2 separate regions of the Danio rerio genome follow, and region 2 is linked to region 1. A link is a contact called in public Micro-C data. All regions are on one chromosome and are shown on one strand. The core of a region is the stretch at or near the end of the contact, and the rest is flanking DNA. Distances in the headings are between cores, read along the strand shown.

Region 1 (4,467 bases), core at 1,455-3,954:
GATTTCCACTAAAACACCAAACTATGTGCTTGAGTGAAACACAAACACTGAAAGGAAAATCATTTTACACTTTAATTGGTTCCGTTTGTGGATCAAATGACTTTCAACAATTAATTTACGTTTCACACTCTAATTATCTGTACATCGACTAATGTGCAGCTCAGTTATGATAGCTACAAATGAATTCACGTTACGTTAATTCAGCAATTAAGACCTTCAAAAGTAGTATATTGATTTTTTAATTAAAATGTTTTATTGGAACTAATGGTTATTTATGATTAACGTTTAAAAAGCAAGCTTCAGGGTGAGATGAGTATTTATAAAAAGCCCAATCCATTTCATCTTAAACTTTCTATGCACTTAATAAAGAAGCTAACAAATAAACCCGACCCCTCTTAACCTCTTTAAATAAGTTTATTTCAAAAGTGTACATAAATATTTATTTTACACTGAAAAGAAATGTGTAAGGGTTGTGATTTATTATATAAACGTGCATGTACAAATCCTTAGGTGGATTTCCATATACGGCATTCAGACGTTAAAATGATTTAATTTTGACACGTGTTGATTCTTCATTTGTTTTTATAATACCGCCTTCTAGTACAGATTGAAAGTATCGAAAGTGTGATAAAAGTGGGCGAAAACGCACTGAACCCTGCCTCTCGTGTGGCTCGGGTACGTATTATTATGAAGTTAATTAAAGCTCGCGCATCTGACACAGTCACTCCGGCGGATTAAAAACAACGGGCGCCTTGCAACGCTTCGCAGGGGCCGCGTGTCAAGGGTTGTCTACCCAGGAGCCGCGCGCACGTCGAGCGGATACCGCTTGCTCAGAACTGGAGGGGTGCCCTTTCAAGAAGCGGTTTTCAAAAAGCAAACGACAAGAAGCCAATTATTGAACTTAGATGTCGGAGGAGGGGCAGAATGAAACGATTTCCATAATTCCTGTATGCGATGTGATGAAATGTTTGGGGATAAAGAGTGGAGGAGAGAGATACAAACCAAGCAGCATCAAACGCGCGCTCACGCAGGGAATGTGTGCTTTGAAAGCTACTAGTGCTGGAAGAGAGGCCTTTTTTCCCCCCTCAAAGTGCTGATTTGAAATGAACACATTGAAATGCAGAGAGGCGGCCAGCCAACAGACTGCGGGGTCAAGTGACGAACGGATTATATGCTTCTTCTTAATAATATTAATTAAACAATTTGCATGCTAATAAGGTAACAATTATCGTGCCTCTCTGTTGAAAGATTTAGGTTATTACTACACGCCATCCGGGTGCTGCTGAGGGTCAGCGCAAGCGGGCGAGTGGTGAGAAATTTCAACTCAAATTAACATTCTGGCAGCTGGAGAAATTGGATAAATAAAGTGGAATTAATTCTCAGTAATGGAGGAGGAGAGCAGGGAGAGGGAAAGACCCGTGTGCTTGCTTTACACATGGATGGGATTGATTACCATCCTGTATTCACAACCATCTCTCTTTCTCTCGCTCACTCACTTCTTTCCTTTCTAAATCCAATGCTAAATAAATAACAACAAATAAAAATGGACATGCTACAGATGAACTAAATACATTTATTCATTTTTTTCCTTTGACTTTGTACTTTTATTCATCAGGGGTCACCACAGCGGAGTGAACCGCCATGAACTACATTACAAATAAAAAACCTAAAAGTTTACAATCCTTCCATTATAAAATAATCACAAAATATTTAATGATTATGTCCCTCTTAGTTTAAACTTTTAATATTTTGTCTGTGCACCTGTGCGAGCTAATCTAACCTTGTGCATTTGTGGATTTTAATCGAATGTAATGCCTCATTTACATAGAAACTTTCTATTAAAAAAATCCTAATCTCACTTTAAATGGTTTGAACTTATTTGTAAAATGACCTCACACCATACACTCTCTCTGGAAATAACAAAGATGTAAGTTCTTTAACTTTACAAAACATAAAAACTAATGTAAAACCCTTGACATGTCAAGATTTCAATCGGATCTAGCTTTCCTCCCTCGCAAATAATCTGTCAGGCTCACTTTTGTTTCCACCTTCAGATATATATTTTTTCATAACACCTGCAAAGATCATGGCCACAGTAATCAGAACTGTGGAAATGAGTTGAAACTATTCGAGGCGCGCTCGCGTGTAGATATTAGAAAGGCTGAGGTGCTTGTAGTTTTAAATTCATCCTGACAGCTCGCAACAGGGTGGGAGATGCTTCATCCGTTCTAGGATCACTCTATTCAGGGCACGATGCCTCCGCGTAATGGGAGAACAGCGTTTTACGCATTCAGAGAGAGCCAGACGTTCCTCGAAAAGTATCAGATGTGGGATACTTGGCGTTTTCGGTTGTTAGGATGTTATTTTGTGTCTGTACAGAACAAATGCGGCGGTCAGAGCAGAACAATTAGCAATTGGAACAGAACCATTGTGTGTTTATGTAGAATTTAGTCGGGAATCAATCAATTTGCCGGTTTCGCCTCCTCCCCTTTCTCCTCCCCCTCGCCTAGTTGTGATGTCTCATGTCGTGTTGTGACAGCGCTGGTATTGTTTATTGAGGTGGATGTCAGGTATAATTAGCAATCGATATGGAAAACGTTTGTGTCGTGGCTCTGACGTCACCGACGATTAGGCTTTCTTATTGGTCGCGAATTCCCTAGCGCGAGAGCTAGTTATTTGGACAAGGGGAGAGTTGATGTTGACAAAGTAGGAGAGAGCGAATAAGCCCGCACGCCTGCCTCGGTCTCCTTATTCCTAATTCGGGAGCGCAAGGCATGTCAACGCCGCACGTCCCTTCACGGCTGCTGCATGCGTTCTGAGGGAAGAGTTGGAGCTTGTTTTGGCCAGACGAACGCGAGATGCAATGATGGATAGCCGGATCCTCGAGCATCCTCATGCCCAATTTGGAGGCTCTTTGGGAAGCATGGTTGGAATGGGTTTCCCCTACCACCTCGGTCATCATCATGTTTACGATATCTCCGGACACCAGCTACAGTCGGCGGCCGCTGTACCTTTTTCTATAGACGGATTACTTAACGGATCATGCTCGGGGTCTGTTGCAAACTCCAACCCATTGCTTGGATCTGGTTGTGGTGTAAACGGGGATAGTCAATATAAACTGGGCGGTAAGAGAATACTTTTTTTCTCAGTATAGCATGTGTACAGTTTTTGTGAGTATTTAATAGTTACGCGAGGCCTCTCGCCAAAAGAATCTGGAATATTTCTGTTCTTGCACTTTTGAATTGGAAGATTTTACAGGTTAAATAGAATGTAGGCCGATTTTACTCTTACTCGATTTTAGTCTAATGATGCACTGACAAATAAATTGTAGTCTTATTGTTACTGTGATAACGACAGGTGATTTTTTTTTCATTGGATTAAAAATCTTTGATTTGTGTTATGGGCAACCCTATGTATATTTATAGTTCTATAATTTTAAAATGCATAAATAAGATCATAAAACATTATGCAAACGTGTTAAAACCCTGTCAAATTAAATAAGACTTTGAACAATAATCAAATGCATTTTCATTTGAGTGTATTTTAAAATTAACATTAGTAATACTGCATTTGACCTATATATTTTAAGTACCCTTCACCGGTCAATTTAAACATGAAAAATAATGCACTTGTTTAAAATATTGTCATTTTATTTTATAATCATATGGATGTTATTCATTTTAAATTAACGTTCTTTAAATAATTTGCCAACAAAATCTTATGTATAATTTCTGCTAATTTCAAGCAGAATGTTTATGTGCATGTTCATCTTTGCATGCGCGTTCTGAAAGACTTTGTGGTTCTAGATGGCGGAGACCCCGACAAGGAAAGCCCTGGTTGTAAAAGGAGGCGAACACGTACAAATTTTACGGGTTGGCAGCTGGAGGAACTAGAGAAAGCCTTCAACGAAAGCCATTATCCGGACGTGTTCATGCGCGAGGCGCTCGCGCTACGTCTAGACCTTGTTGAGTCACGTGTTCAGGTAAATGATGGTTTGTTTTTATGTCACAACAAAATCTTTCATTGACCTTTATCATAATGGCCTACTAATTATTAATTAGACGGAGTAGCAATAGCCATGCTCATCTGTTTGTGATTCCTATAGGTTTAGTGTGAATTTAATAGAAAGCCTTTAAATGATGAATGTCAAAATTATTATTTTCTATGTGCATGACATGATACACAATTTAAAACAACATTACTTTGTAAATGATAATCATATAAAAGTCATTTAATCATTAAAAACATTGGTCGATAATTTAACTGATTTGGATATTAATTCATGCTAACTGATTACTGGTTTAGTTGTGTATGAATGCGATTTTTAAAGCGAATTATTATAAACAATTTATATTCAAAATAATGCTATTGTTACAATGTTTCTAATCTTTAAATGCCCTGTTTTTTATCATAATGAAACAATATTGCATTGTAGTTGATAGCTAATATATGTGATCAATTTACCTA
Region 2 (4,467 bases), core at 497-2,996, 170 kb after region 1:
TCACAAACAAGGTTTAAGGCTAGTCAAGATTAAATTGCATGTTTGAGCTGTCTCAACTCAAAAAAACTTGCGGAGAGATGTCTTAAAATAAGTCAGTGTCATTTTTTTGTCTGCAGGTGCACACCAGTAATGTTTTTTTAAGGCCATTTTTATAAATGTGTCTTAAATAGCCTAATTTAACTAAGGCCTAGTCCTGGCTTAACCTAAGCCCTGATTGTGAAACTGGGCCCAAATGTTTTTCAGAAATATGAGAACATTAAAGGGTAGCTAAATCTCCAACAGTATTCTTTAAAACGTCACAATGTCCTTTCCTGCAATATCTGAATATATATTCTGTGCAAAATTCTTTATAGATATCCACGGTGGTCATACAAAAAAAACAAACAAACAAAAAATGTACACCTATATAAGTAACCCAAACAGTATTATATGTCTTAAAAAAAATTACTCAGATGAGGATTAAACTTGGGTCAGTGGCATCATAACACAAAGTGCTGACCACTGGACCAAAATGGTTCTTCTGGTGTGTTTGGAATAAAAAATAAGTACTGCGCTATCATCTGCAACTCTTATAACCACAGTTTTACTTACTATTGATGGCTCAATCTTTTTCTCCCCTTTTTAAATTTCTGATCAAGTTATGTCAGATTTATTATAGTGAATCATCTGATTTTCATTGAGCAGGTGTAATATTCATTAATAATAATTATTCTAACTCTTATTTTCACAAAGGTGCCGCTGTTTGGGGTACAATGATTAACCTGCAGGCTACATTTTGCTCACGGGACTGCAAGAAAAAAAAATAAAAAGAGCGGAGCTGCGGCAAAATGATGAATAAAAAGAGTGAGGCTACCTTTCATAGTGAACACATTGTGCATTCAAAAAAATGTTTAACAGTGTCAGTATAACTACTCTAGCCTATATGATGTTCAATATAATCAGTGCTTAATTGTGAATTGCGAGGTCCCGGAACAGATCAGAGTAATGGATCCAGCATTTTGCCCGAGGATGTAGAGGTGTCGCGCACGAAAAGTGGAGAGCGATGGACATTATTATTTTGCAATGTGTTTTTTTTTTTTAAGTAAATAAAGGTGTAAATGTTATATATGGTGCTGTTATTTGCAGAGCTCCTTTATTTAAAAAAATCCCTGCAACGTCTGAAAAAGATCAAGCTTCAGCCTGGTCAGAAAAAGTAACGCAAAAGTAACGTAACGCATTACTTTCCATAAAAACCAAGTAGTGCAACTAGTTACTTTTTAGGAAAGTAACTTAATATTGTAATGCATTACTTTGAAAAGTAACATTCCCCAATATGTAGTATGCCTACGTATTACTTTAAAGTGTGTATACTGTATAATCAATTAAAAATTCCTTTCTTCAATAATTACAAAAATACTTAGATTTTAAAGTAGAGCTTCAGAATGCGTTCACTTTAAGAGCAGCATTAACATTCTGCTAAACATCTTTTTTTCCCTGATCAACAAAGGGAAAAAAACAAGCGTGGAACAAAATGAAAGTAAGCAAATGACGACAATCCTCGTTTTTACAAGCGAAATAATCGGCGCAAACTATCCAGCATCACTCGAGCAAACCGACATTCATGGCTCAATTGAATCAGCACCAAACAAACACTCTTAGCATAAATGCATATCAAAAGCAGAGGCGCATGTAAAGCCCAGCGGGACGTCCTTCGCTTGTGGATCAGATGGAAGGAAACACAGGTAATCCACTCGCCGTATCAGCGCCGACAGAGCGTCAACACATACATTAGCATATGTTAGCATTGCTATTCTTGTGCTCTCGCATGCTCTGTAATCTGTGTCGTAGCAGATTTCTCCAACGAGCAACAAAGCCAAACACAGACAGAAGCGGAATAAATCTGTATGCATGAGAAGCCCACAACGTACTGCTGGACGCACGAATGCTAACATGCATTATTAAGACGGCCAGGTGAGAGAGTACACAGACAAGGAGTGTGTACAGAGACTTTCACAGGGAATCCCCAAAATAAGACCAGGACTTAAGGTTATTATGGGATTCTGCACAGCTAGATGTTTTTCAAAGGTGTTGACTCAGTTGTTAAAGGGATAGTTTACCCAAAAGTTGAAATGTATTGTTTACTCACCCTCAAGTGATTTCAGAGTTTCTTTATTAGGTTAAACACTAAAGAAGATACTTTAAAGAAAGCTGAAAACCTGTAACCATTGGCTTCCATTGTAGGAAAAACTGATACTGAGGAAGTCCATGGTTACAGGTTTTCAGCTTTCTTTAAAGTATCTTCTTTTGTGTTCAACAGAAGTCAAACAGGTTTGCTACAAGTAAAGGGTGAGTGAATGATGACAATTTTCAGTTTTTGGGGAACTATGCCTTGAAGGCATTTTGAGTCAATAGTACAGCTGTATTATTTTTCTAGAAGTTTACACTATAAGTTACAAGAATCACATTATTTAAACATTATATAGAAAGTTATTCTAATGGCTATATTCATAGATCTTGGTATGAGTTCTTTTTTTTTAAAGTAAATATAAGTATAGATAATTATATTTTTTAATTGACAAATTTACACTAAACAAAATTGACAGTAAAAACTTAAATGTTTCTTGAGCAGCAAACAATCATATTAGAATGATTTGTGAAAGATCATGTGATACTGAAGGCTGGAGTTATGATGCCTTAAATATACACAATAGAAATAGAACTCAATATTAACACTTCAAATGACGTGTCGTTTAAACTATGATCCTGAACTTCTTACTGTATTACTGGTATACTTTTATATAAAGAATTGCATTTTAGATATAATATAAACTTGGATATTATACTATAGAACCATTTTCTGTAATAATATTTTTTAGGGGGTTTTACCTTTATTGTATAGGACAGTAGAGAGTACTGACATGAAAGTATGGGGAGCAGAGTGAGGGGAAGGATCGGCGTATGACCGCGAGGTGGGAATCGAACTCGGGTCGCCATGAGCACCGGAATACATGTGGATCAACACACTCACCACTAGCGCTGACCTATACAACCATTTTAACTGAAACTGGATGGATGGATGGATGGATGGATAAAATGCATTAAAAAAATAAAATAAAAATATAATGCATTATGTAATTCTTTAAAAGAATATCTAAAATAAATAAATATCTAAATTAATAGAAATATCTAAATAAATAAAGTAAATCTGAATATCTAAATAAATATCTAATTTTAAAAATCTCTAACTATGCAAATAAATATCAAATTAAATAAAAAATATCTAAAATAATACATAAATATCTAAATAAATAAATCTCTAAATAGATAAATACATATATAAATAAATCTCTCTCTATACACACACACACAATATATATACACACACACAATATATATATATATATATATATATATATATATATATATATATATATATACACACACACACACACACACACACACACACACACACACACACACGCGCACACGCACACGCACACGCACACGCACACACACACACACACACACACATATTTATATAAACATGCATACATAAACATACATGCATGCACACACACTTTTTTTTAGCATTAAGTGTAGAAAAACAAAAGGTGGCAGAAACAAGCGCCTAAATTTAAAAGTAAAAACTTATATTTACTTATATTTTTAACAGATTAATTTAAGTTGTAAATTAAGAGATTCCTTAAGGGGTGCATTTTTTTTAAACTTCTGAAGTTTGCATATGAGAGAGAACCTAATAGTGAATGGAAATCACTAAATGTGTGCCTTGCTTATGGAAAAGAAGATGCAACTAAAAAGAACAAAAAAGCTGCATTGGAGAAAAGGTGAACTCATCATATACATTAAATAACTGTGAATGGAATAAAAAAAAGAAGAAGAAGAAGAAGAAGAAAAAAAAAAGTCATTTCAATTGATTTTAAATATGTATTCACAGCAAAGTGAATGACAGTACACAGCATAAATGTTTGCAATTAAGTGCTGGGTGCTGGATAAAAAATATAGAGACCTTTAAATTATAAACAGCTTGTTACACACCAAATATAACAAAAAGAGAGCGAATAAAGGAACATTTAAATCAAAAAAAGTAAACACCACAAGCAGACAACTCAATTTTGAAAAAACAAGTCACATGAAAAAATATTTACATGATTTAAAAGCTATGGGCTGTGGTTAAATGCATACGGAGCAACATCTCACTCTTAAATCTTACATTTCTTAGATGAGAAAAAAAAGATTCTCATTACTCAAGTCTGTTGAGAATTTAAGATGGCAAACAATGAAGTTGGTCGCAGTCTGCCCCCTGCAGCTCACACAGGAGAAGTGCAGCATAAAACACAATTAAAACGATGCCTTTTAAAAGCGCTAAAATATGATTGTTTCTATTTACAAAAACATTTATAATAAAAAGTCAATTCTCTGTATTAGAATATATTTGAGATCAGACCTCAACCTGTCCATTTTCAGCAT

The links. Hi-C and Micro-C count contacts between places; a contact is called where the count stands out from the background.
Region 2: a contact with region 1 is called in a Micro-C map of caudal fin, with 7 times the contacts expected there. The contact joins the enhancer-like site here to the promoter of uncx4.1 in region 1. A contact is called at or near these places in 11 of 18 Hi-C or Micro-C datasets (caudal fin, embryo, fibroblasts and 3 more) and 3 of 4 datasets of contacts at active chromatin or transcription factors (caudal fin, embryo and gastrula embryo).

The regions. Positions count from the first base shown.
Region 1 is chr1:10,705,786-10,710,252 of GRCz12tu, forward strand. It overlaps uncx4.1 (Unc4.1 homeobox (C. elegans)), which reads left to right and starts at 2,705. Exons shown (of 3, transcript NM_001020780.2): 1 at 2,705-3,125; 2 at 3,807-3,982. The coding sequence starts at 2,864.
Region 2 is chr1:10,874,500-10,878,966 of GRCz12tu, forward strand. It overlaps micall2b (mical-like 2b), which reads right to left. Exons shown (of 17, transcript NM_001312897.1): 17 at 3,911-4,467. Among named protein-coding and RNA genes, the nearest start is that of micall2b, 26 kb to the right of the region's middle. Within about 2 kb of position 1,747, at least 7 of the 62 cell types and tissues checked have an H3K27ac peak or open chromatin away from gene starts, as enhancers often do. A contact at or near this core is called in caudal fin and gastrula embryo, where this site is marked.